Regions from separate parts of the Mus musculus genome. Here all the other regions are linked to region 3. Evidence: chromatin contacts called from public promoter capture Hi-C data. All regions are on one chromosome and are shown on one strand. The core of a region is the stretch at or near the end of the contact, and the rest is flanking DNA. Distances in the headings are between cores, read along the strand shown. Region 1 holds the start of Ccar2 (cell cycle activator and apoptosis regulator 2). Region 2 holds the start of Bin3 (bridging integrator 3). Region 3 holds the start of Dok2 (docking protein 2).

Region 1 (2,985 bases), core at 262-2,761, 620 kb before region 3:
ACCATTGTAACACAAGAAACAACACACAGCAGGCATCCAAACATACTAGGGTCGCCCCAAAGGGAAACTCGCTAGAAAGAGCACCCAACATACCTGAAGGTGCCTGGCATTTTGGGACAGGTCTGTGGCCACAGGAGGAGTAAGTAGACCAGGGGGAGGGCCCAAAAGAGATGTTGAAGCTGCGCCTATGGGGACAGAGAAGCAATCTCCAGGAATTGCACCTACTACCCGAAGCACTAGAAGATAGCCAGAGGATCTTATAAACCCAGAGGTCTAGGTGGCTCCAATCAGCTACTCAGACATTCAGAAAAACACCCAAGAGCCATAGTTTTTGAAACTGAGTCTCGAGCATGTTCTGAGTGTAACCAGTAAGGAGTTAAGCACCTGAGAAGTTGCGTCCCCCTGGAAGTGGGTTGATCCTCTGCCGCTTAAACTGGGACATTTGGAATACTGTCCTTTCAAGGTCTTGGGGGGAAACCTTCAATCAAAACAGAAAGAAGTTAGCAGCTCCAATGGAAAACTTCCATCTATTGGGGAGGGGGAGGGGGGATAGAAAATCTTAAGTAAAGCTTTTAAGGTGAAGAGGTGGGTCCTAAAATGGAAGAATGGAGAGGATGTAGAGGAGATGAAATTGGTAGTAACGTTACTCCAGTTTGTTCTCACAATAACCTAGTGGTGGGTGCTAGTGACATGCTGGTTTACAGACAAGGAAACTGGAGCTTTGAGATCCGGAGACTTGCCCAAGGCCACAAAACCAGGTAGTGACAGAGTGGGACTCACACCCAGGTCTCCCAACAACTTAGCACTCCTTTCACTATGTCACTGGCACCCCTTAGAGAAGCTGGAGGAGTGAGGGGCTGGAAGAGCTCCGGTGACATTCATTCATTCAAAAACATCCGCCAGAACACTCCACGCAGGGCCGGGGCAAAAAATAAAAATAAAAGGTGCGAGTAGCGGGTTGGTGATGCGGGCCCTCTCCCCGGAAGCCCGCCAGGCGTCTTTAGGACCCGCTGGTGGGAAGGGAGCTGTCCAGCCGGCCCTCGCCAAGCGGCCTGCACGCCGCTCCCTCCTCCTAGGTCCCGACCCTAGGCTCCGGCCTCCGCAGCCGCCTGCGCAGAGCTTTCCGGGCCGGGCCACCGAGAAGCCACCGTGGGAGGTTCACGGCGCGAGGTTTCTCCTCCTCCCGCCCGCCCCCAGGGCCGAGGCCGTTGCCAGGGCGACGGAGCTTGCAGTCCAGAGGGGCTCGGCTCTTTCCGCGACTGGCGCATCTTCGCCGTTCGGACCCCGCAGCCTCGCCACCCGAGAGAGACGGAGAGGCGGGGGCGCAGCAGGAGGCCCCCAACCCACCTGCGGGCCAGGGCCACGACACCAGGGGGACAAAGACACCCGGAACCACCGCAGCCGCCGCTGCCACCACCACCGGAAACGCCTCTCCGGAAGAGAGACCACTGGTCGGAAGCTGCCACTCTCCCGGATATGGTACCTCCCTCTTCTCCATCGACCTCTCCCTTCCCCCACACCAGCCTGCCATCCCGCTCCAACTGTGGAACGGAAGTGCGCCTTCCCAGATCCGATAATGCCTTCGGAAGCCGAGCTCGGTGGTGTCCTCTCTCAAGTGTCCCATCAGAAAAGTAAGCTCGAACCATTGGTTCCAGGTCTCAAAATGACTGGAACTGGACCCACTCCCACAAACACAAGGAAGGGGACTACCACTTACACACCCTGCTGTGCTCTACTAACCCCCAAGACTACAGCAACAAAAGAAGCAGGGCCTCCATTGGCTAGAGGAGGAGCGTGCCTACTGGGGGTCCATTTCCAGGGGATAGTCTTCTGACTAAAGCCAATGACCACCCCACCCCACCCCCATCCCTATTCCTGTCCTTTTCTTGACTGCACCATCAGCAAGGGGTAAGCATATCCGAAATCTATACCCAGACTCTCAAATATGAAACGTACACGATCTTAATGAAGTGGCTCTATCCAAAATCTTGCCAGAAATGTGGCTATTTTCACAACTATTAACAGTGAACACACACACACCTTCCTTTAACTTCTGGCCTCCCATCTCCCCACTCCTGTTTGCCTCCAGCATCACACCCTTCCCAGGTCATTTAACAGTCACAGCACACATTGAGAATGTTTAATGTTACTTCATCCTCCTAACAAGCTTATGAGGTAGGTAAGGTGGGTATCATGGTCCCAAGTAGGAAGCTGTGGCTCAGAAATTAAGAGACTTCGCTATGGTTAAACTCCAGGATAGAACACAGCATCTTAGAGTTGACCTTGCAAGTTATGTGTTGTTCCTCTCAATGTTCTTGACCTTCCCCCCATCCCTCATTCAGCCTTCAGGGGCTGTACTCCAGAGCCGTGACTCACTACAAAGGTACCCAAGGCAATGTTGTTCTTGGTCCTAGGGCTGCCGTCTCAGGTATGAGGAAGACATTAGAAGTCCACATTAGTAACTGTTCATTGTGGAATGAAGATCGGTGCCATCCTTCCAGTGACACCCCAAACACCAACCCTTTGGACGAATGATTCCATCAGATGGGGCAGACGGAAGTCCAACAAAGATTGCATAAACTTACATCTGCAACATGCTGACACACTCCCATACTAAACATGCTCTATGAGCACCTGATAAATAAGTCAATTCACATTGCCTAAGCCCAGAGATTTCTGATGAGGAGGAAGAGCCCTGGAAGAGTGCTGGAACTGCACTCAGGAACCTCTTGGGGATCCAGGGCTCCTTGCTTCGATGCTTAGAGATGGATTTGGCCTTCACCTTGAAGAGGAGCAAGCACCAATAGCTTTTCTTGGCAGTGCAGAGAAGCAGCAGTAAGCCAAAATGTGAGGGACTTCTTCCCAAGGTCACCAGGTACACCAAGAGGTCATACAGAAAGATTTTTTGCTCGTGGCTTCTTAACCACCAATGCTGGTATAAAGGTCTTCCGTTGGGAATGGCACGGAGTCCTGTCAGAGAGGTTT
Region 2 (2,967 bases), core at 277-2,776, 670 kb before region 3:
ATAGATGAGGAGTCAAGGCCCAGAGAAGGGACATGATTTTTGTGAAATTGATCATGCTGCCAAAGATGGGACTAGAGCCCTGAGTTCTTCCCTTGGTCCAGATCTCATCCATTCTTGTCCTGCAAAATGTGTCAGCTACTCCAACCAACAGCCCCCAAACAGACTTCTCTCGATATACACAGTCCTAGGCTAGAACTTTTGAAAATATTGCTCACCACAGACGATGTCTGAGGGAGGCTGAGTATGGGGCAGGGGGAAATGGGGCAGAGCCATCCACAAGTGCTGGAACACCAAGAGACTCACAATCACACAGTGTTTCCATTCATCTCACCCCATACAAAGCTGCAAGACTCTCCCAACCCATGCTCTCTGCCTCAGCTGTTTGTCAAGGATTCTGGGTCTTCTATTCTCTTCAAGACCACTCCTTTGCTCCTGCTTACTTATTTCCTGAAGAAATAGCATGGTGATGGTCTGTGACATGTCTTGAGGGAGCCACCTCCTATTGGAAAGCCTTTTTAAAACTAAAAGCCATCCCTTGTTCCTCCTCCTCTGAGCCCCTGGGCCCTGGGAATTTGGGACACGTTGTATATACCTCTGCTCTAGGTCATAGGGACTTAGCTGCTCCCCTGGCTGTGCCTACAACCCTCCAGGTACATTTGAAGAAAGCGAAGTCCTAGAGAGGTCAGGAGAGAGGATTGGAACGGTTCTCTCTGCTTGAGTTTCTGGCTTCTAAAGCAGGAACTTGGGCAGAGAAACTCGGTTCAGCGTATAACTCTAGGTAGTTTGTGGTACACTGGGGCTCTGAATTCTGAGGCCCAATGCAAGCTGTTTGCTTAGATCTTATTCTTCTAAAACCCCATGCACAGCTCCAGGGGCCCCTAACAGCCTGTCCAGCAACTTGTTAGGATTTTTCCTAACATTGCCGAGGCCTTCTACTCCTGTTGTTGTTGTTTTGTTTGCTAGGCTTTGGTGTATTGTTTTCTCTTAAGACTGGATTGATTGTGAAGCCCAGATGGGCCATGTTGTCAACATTAGCCTCGAACTCATGACCTCTCCCTGCCTCAACCTCCAGAATTCGGGGATTGCAGATACCTGTCTGTCATCACACCGGGCTTTCTGAATCTTCCCTCATTGAATAGCTTCACAGACTAGTCCACCCTGAAAAGCACTTAACTCTGTTTCCATTCGAACCCCGAACCTTCTTGAAGAGGGGGGAGGGGACCCAGGTGATGTAGGTGAGACATGCAACATTTTCAATACGAAAGTGTGTAGAGCAAAGCGCAAGCTTCCCGTCTACTGTGTCTCCTCTAGCTCCTTCCCCTGTCGCCGCTTGTGTCTCCGAGTTAGAAACCCCATATCAGACAGAAACTGCAGCCCGTGATGGGTTCTACGCACAGAGCCTTAAAAGCAGGGCCGGAGCGCAACCACGTCCCGCAAAGAAAGTCCGCCTCAAACAACAAGAGAACAAAGTGTTAACGCGTGGGCCCGCCTCCCTCCCGCCTCTTCCGGGCATAAGGGGGCGTGTCCCTCATCACTTCCTGGAGACTGGCCGAATCCGGAAGTGATCCTCGAGAACCTACTTTTCTACCGAGGACCCCGGCAGTCGGCGTGGGTTTAGGACCATGAGCTGGTGAGTGAGGCCGGGTGGCGTCGGCTGGAGCCAGGGCGGCCCGACAGCCCTGCTCCTAAGCGGTTCCGGGAGCCTCCTCGGTGCTCTCCCGGAGGCTCCATCTCTCGGCCAGACTCCCGAGGAGGATCCCTTAGCCTTGGACCCGCGTCTGATCCCTGTTGCCTGCCCTTTCTCCCATCGCATTTCCTTTCACCTCCTTGGCGTGAGGAGTCCCTCTTCCCTCTTCTCTCAGCTATCCATTGAGGTGGAGTCAGTGTCCTCCTTCGCTCCCGTGGGCATCTCTACACCGCGCTTATCTGCTCCGGAGCTGTGTTGCTCATTGAGGCAGACTAGGCACAGTTCTGTGACCAAAATCCAGCTGCTTTCAGACAACTGGAATAACATCACCTAACAGTGCCTCAAAAGACGAAATTCTTTTTAAAAATGTAAAAGTTGATTCTCACATGGGAAGGATCAGAATTGCACCACACACACACACACACACACACACACACACACACACATTTAATGTGTGATTGGACTGTTTGAATCTTTCCAGGGCTGTGACCCCACTGCCCTCTCTCTAAGATAGACATAGCTTAAACTTTATGGGGATCGTCAAACCAAGGAGCCATAGAGCTGGAATGTCACAGCTGCAGATGGGGGTGGGGGGAGCTCACGGTGGATACTTCCTGTTTGTGATTAGCCTAATGTGGAAGGTCCTCTTTCCCCAAAAGCTGGTCCTTAATTGTTGCTCTGGGGTTTTTGTTTTTGTTTTTACGTGCAGATGAAAAGTCATAAATTTTCTGTCTTCCTAGGGCTTCTTTAAAGGCTGTCAATGTCTTTACCATTAGGCCCAAGAGCCTGTGTGTCCATGGTCCCCACTCAAACTCCTAACTGTTTACAATGCATTTGTATGAATAAATTGGCCTCCAAGGAAGTATGAGATTAATCAGCCCTCTTTAGATCCCAAGGTGCATTAATGTAGGGGGCTGGACTTGCTCAGAGCCCAGTCTGTTATGCAAAATAAGTGCATGATAATCAGCTATGAATGAATGAAATTAGCTAGACACCCTCTGAGAAGGCTTTCACACTTGACCACCAGTGGAGACCAAGCTTTCGCCACAAGCAGCTAATGTCAGTCAATGTCAAGGATAGCTTTCTAATGTACAGTGTAAACCACTTCTGCCCCTTCCTCCACCTGCTTCTCAGACTGAGGTTAATTGGTGGACAAATGTCAGACAGCTGGAGAAGCAGGGAACAGAACACACACACACACACACACACACACACACCCGCGAAGCTCTAATAAGCCTCAGCAGGAGATACTCATTTCCCCTCAACCTCTTCCTCCAAGA
Region 3 (3,136 bases), core at 91-2,590:
TCCCATAGCCTCAAGGGCTGTCCTGAAAGTCTCAGCATTTACCATTTTTCTGGAGACATAGCCACCTCACCTTTGCCTCCAGGCCTCACTTTCGCTTCCTGGACTCACGCTGTCTCTGATTAGCATGGAGTCATTAACATTGAAACAGAGGACATTCCTCAGAGTGAAAATATGCACTACACAAACAAGTCTCCCTCTCACAGCAGCCATTGACACTTGTGGAGGCTCACACCAGGGGCTACATGTCGCTCTGTCTCCACCAGTGCTACACCAGGCTTGGCACGCATAGAAGAATTGGAAGTTCTGAAGTTCCCACAGTTTAAGGTAAGTCCCACTTGAACCCAAGTGAGGAAGGAAGCCAACAGCTGAGTTAGACTTGGGGAGGAAATCTTTTTCTAGAGAGAATGTTCTTATTTCTAGATTCACCACAGACTTGTGTATTGTATGTTGTTCTTATTGCTAGATTCACCACAGACTTGTGTATTGTATGTGTTTTTGGCAGGCAGGAAATACTTTCATACAATGGGACTGGTGCGTGTTGTGTGTGTGTGCGTGCACACACACACACACACACACACATGTTTTATCTATCTGTAATTTACCCAGTATATGGCTCATCTTTGCTTGAGCTGGGAGACTTGGGTTCTGGGTGTTAGCCTTATAGGCCCTTCAGACCATCTCTATCTCCTTTTCTTTTTTTTTCTTTTCTTTTCTTTACTTTTCTTTTCTTTTCTTTTTTTCTCTCTTTCTTTCTCTCTTTCTTTCTTTTTTCTTTCTTTCAAGATTTATTTACTTATTTTATGCATATGAGTACGTGTACATTGCTCCGTTCAGGAACATCAGAAGAGGTCATCAGACCCCATTACAGAGCCACCATGTGGTTGCTGGGATTTGAACTCAGGACCTCTGGAGGAGCAGTCAGTGCTCTTAACCGCTGAGCCACCTCTCCAGCCCCAGTTTTCTCTTTTCAATGAGTAGGTTATGGTGATTGATTCCAAAGGGCTTTTCCAGCCCTGACACACTCAGCATCCTGCCTGAATGTAGAGCCCTCACCCCGGACTTTCTTGAACAACTTGATTTTGGGGTCTCTTTGTTCTTATGGCTCAGTCCTTCACACCAGCTTCTGCAGAAGTGTGAAATTTGGCTTTTTTTGGAAATTGCATGTTACTCACTGGAAATGCAGGAAGGAAGCTTGCTCGTGAAGTGCACTTAAAAAAAAAAAAAGGCGCACACAGAGCAAGAAACCACAGGGCCTATCAGCCTGTCGTCATCAAGCAGACTAGAATAGTGTAGAAAAACTCTAGTCAGAGAGGAAATGAACTAGAGAGAAGGGGGAACAGGCCCAGAAGAGAGAAGAGAGAGGGCAGAGGCAATGGCAGTGGGGAGCTGAAGCTGCGATGGTCAGGATGGAGGAGCCAGCTGTGAAGCAGGGCTTCCTGCATCTTCAGCAGCAGCAGACCTTTGGCAAGGTAAGAGTAAGGCTGGGCTCTCGCTGGGCGGAGCAGCTTGGGGGAGGGCCCTGTTACTATCCCGGGTAGAAGGGTGTCTTAATATCCCTGACCCTTATGAGACCATGTGCTCCACCAGTTTAGACAAGAACACTACTTGGGGAAGATGTCTGCCTTCTCAACGTGCCTTGCCTTCTAAACCAGGCTCTGGATCGCTCTTTGCTGAGGGCTGTTTGTCCTTGCTTGTGGGGGAGGAAGCAGATTCTGACATTATCTCTCTCTCTTTTTGTTCCCTTGCTCAGTATTGAATTTGGGGGTACCTTGGGCGGGTACGGAAGGAAGAGTTGGGGGCCAGTCAGTTTGGGATGACAGCAGAGGTCCCTCTCACCTTTGACTGCTACTGAGCTGTGGCCCCAGGGTGTTCCAACCTCTTCCTTCCCTAGCCTCTTTGAAGGGGAAGCTCTTCTGCCTCCTGCTGTTACCCAGCTGTGCTTACCCCAACACCCACCTCACCCTGTCTAGGTCTCTGTTTCTTTGTTTGTCTCTCATGGTCCAACTCCTTAATCAGTGAGACAAAAAAGGAGAGGAGGTGGGAAATTTTGGAGCCAGAACCTTCCTATGAAATGAAGACTTGTCCCTGGTCTAGGCTACTCTCCCCTCACTGTTCATCTCTGGGCTCAGTGACTTTTGTTCCCACTACCTGGCTGATGGGCCTGTCATCTTCCTGGACTCTGCATCCATTGGACATTTACTGTGGCCTTTGGCTAGCCTGCGGATCTTGGTCAGCTCTGTCATTCCATGGTCTCTGTTGTCTTCTCGGGCCTCTCTGACTGGCTGTGATGTTTGCCATTCTCCCCATCCTGTGTGGCTGCCCCAGCCCCTCTACCTCTCCCACAGTTCCTCTTCTCCCCTTTCATGACCATCTCTCCATCTCCGATGGTTCCCACTTGGCCTCTACGTGGCATACCTGGGCTCAGAAGTGGCGCCGGTTCGCAGCCGTGTTATATGGAGAGTCTGGCTGTGCCCTAGCCAGACTAGAGCTCCAGGATGTCCCCGAGAAGACACGGCGAGGAGAGGCCACTCGGAAGGTTGTCCGCCTCAGTGACTGCTTACGGGTAGCAGAGGTAGGCAGTGAGGCCAGCAGCCCCCGGGACACCAGTGCCTTCATCCTGGAGACCAAGGAGCGCCTGTACCTACTGGCAGCCCCCTCGGCAGAGCGCAGTGACTGGATACAGGCCATCTGCCTGTTGGCTTTCCCGGTGAGGGGTACAAAGTGGCCCAGGGGAGGGCGGCCACCAGGGGAGGGCGATGTTACTTAGATACTTCCTGTGGACAGGTGGTAGAAGAACCAAAACTCTTTTTTAGGGGAGTTCTTCCTTAAGGGAGCCCAGTTTGAAGTGCACCCAGAACCAGCTGGCTGGGTGTGCACTGAAAGCGAATGTCAGAGAGCCTTGGGGTGGGTTCTGGTGCTAAGACCCGGGACCTGCCTCCTCAGGGACAGAGGAAAGGGTCACCAGGACTGGAGGAAAAGAGCGGCAGTCCCTGCATGGAGGAGAACGAGTTGTATAGCAGCTCCACCACAGGTGAGAGTTGGGGCTGAGGGGCCTATGGTGCGGGAGGGAGGAGGCATGGGCTGGCTTGTGGTCTTCCTGCCTTGTGGTTACCCTGGGCCCAGCTTATCAGCGTCT

The links. Promoter capture Hi-C pulls out the DNA fragments that hold promoters and counts their contacts.
Region 1: a contact with region 3 is called in a promoter capture Hi-C map of stem cell-derived epiblast-like cells, with 4 times the contacts expected there. The contact joins the promoter of Ccar2 here to the promoter of Dok2 in region 3. A contact is called at or near these places in 2 of 39 promoter capture datasets (pre-B cells and stem cell-derived epiblast-like cells), 2 of 484 Hi-C or Micro-C datasets (the G1E-ER4 cell line and embryonic stem cells) and 1 of 115 datasets of contacts at active chromatin or transcription factors (memory CD8 T cells).
Region 2: a promoter capture Hi-C map of liver shows a contact between it and region 3, with 5 times the contacts expected there. The contact joins the promoter of Bin3 here to the promoter of Dok2 in region 3. A contact is called at or near these places in 2 of 39 promoter capture datasets (liver and pre-B cells) and 1 of 115 datasets of contacts at active chromatin or transcription factors (memory CD8 T cells).

Annotation. Positions count from the first base shown.
Region 1 is chr14:70,152,280-70,155,264 of GRCm38.p6, forward strand. It overlaps Ccar2 (cell cycle activator and apoptosis regulator 2), which reads right to left and starts at 1,512. Exons shown (of 21, transcript NM_146055.3): 1 at 1,348-1,512; 2 at 385-478; 3 at 94-185. The coding sequence starts at 442. It overlaps 9930012K11Rik (RIKEN cDNA 9930012K11 gene), which reads right to left. Exons shown (of 7, transcript NM_001112735.1): 7 at 2,126-2,985. The coding sequence ends at 2,889.
Region 2 is chr14:70,098,567-70,101,533 of GRCm38.p6, forward strand. It overlaps Bin3 (bridging integrator 3), which reads left to right and starts at 1,527. Exons shown (of 9, transcript NM_021328.4): 1 at 1,527-1,630. The coding sequence starts at 1,623.
Region 3 is chr14:70,773,041-70,776,176 of GRCm38.p6, forward strand. It overlaps Dok2 (docking protein 2), which reads left to right and starts at 1,341. Exons shown (of 5, transcript NM_010071.2): 1 at 1,341-1,469; 2 at 2,426-2,707; 3 at 2,944-3,031. The coding sequence starts at 1,398.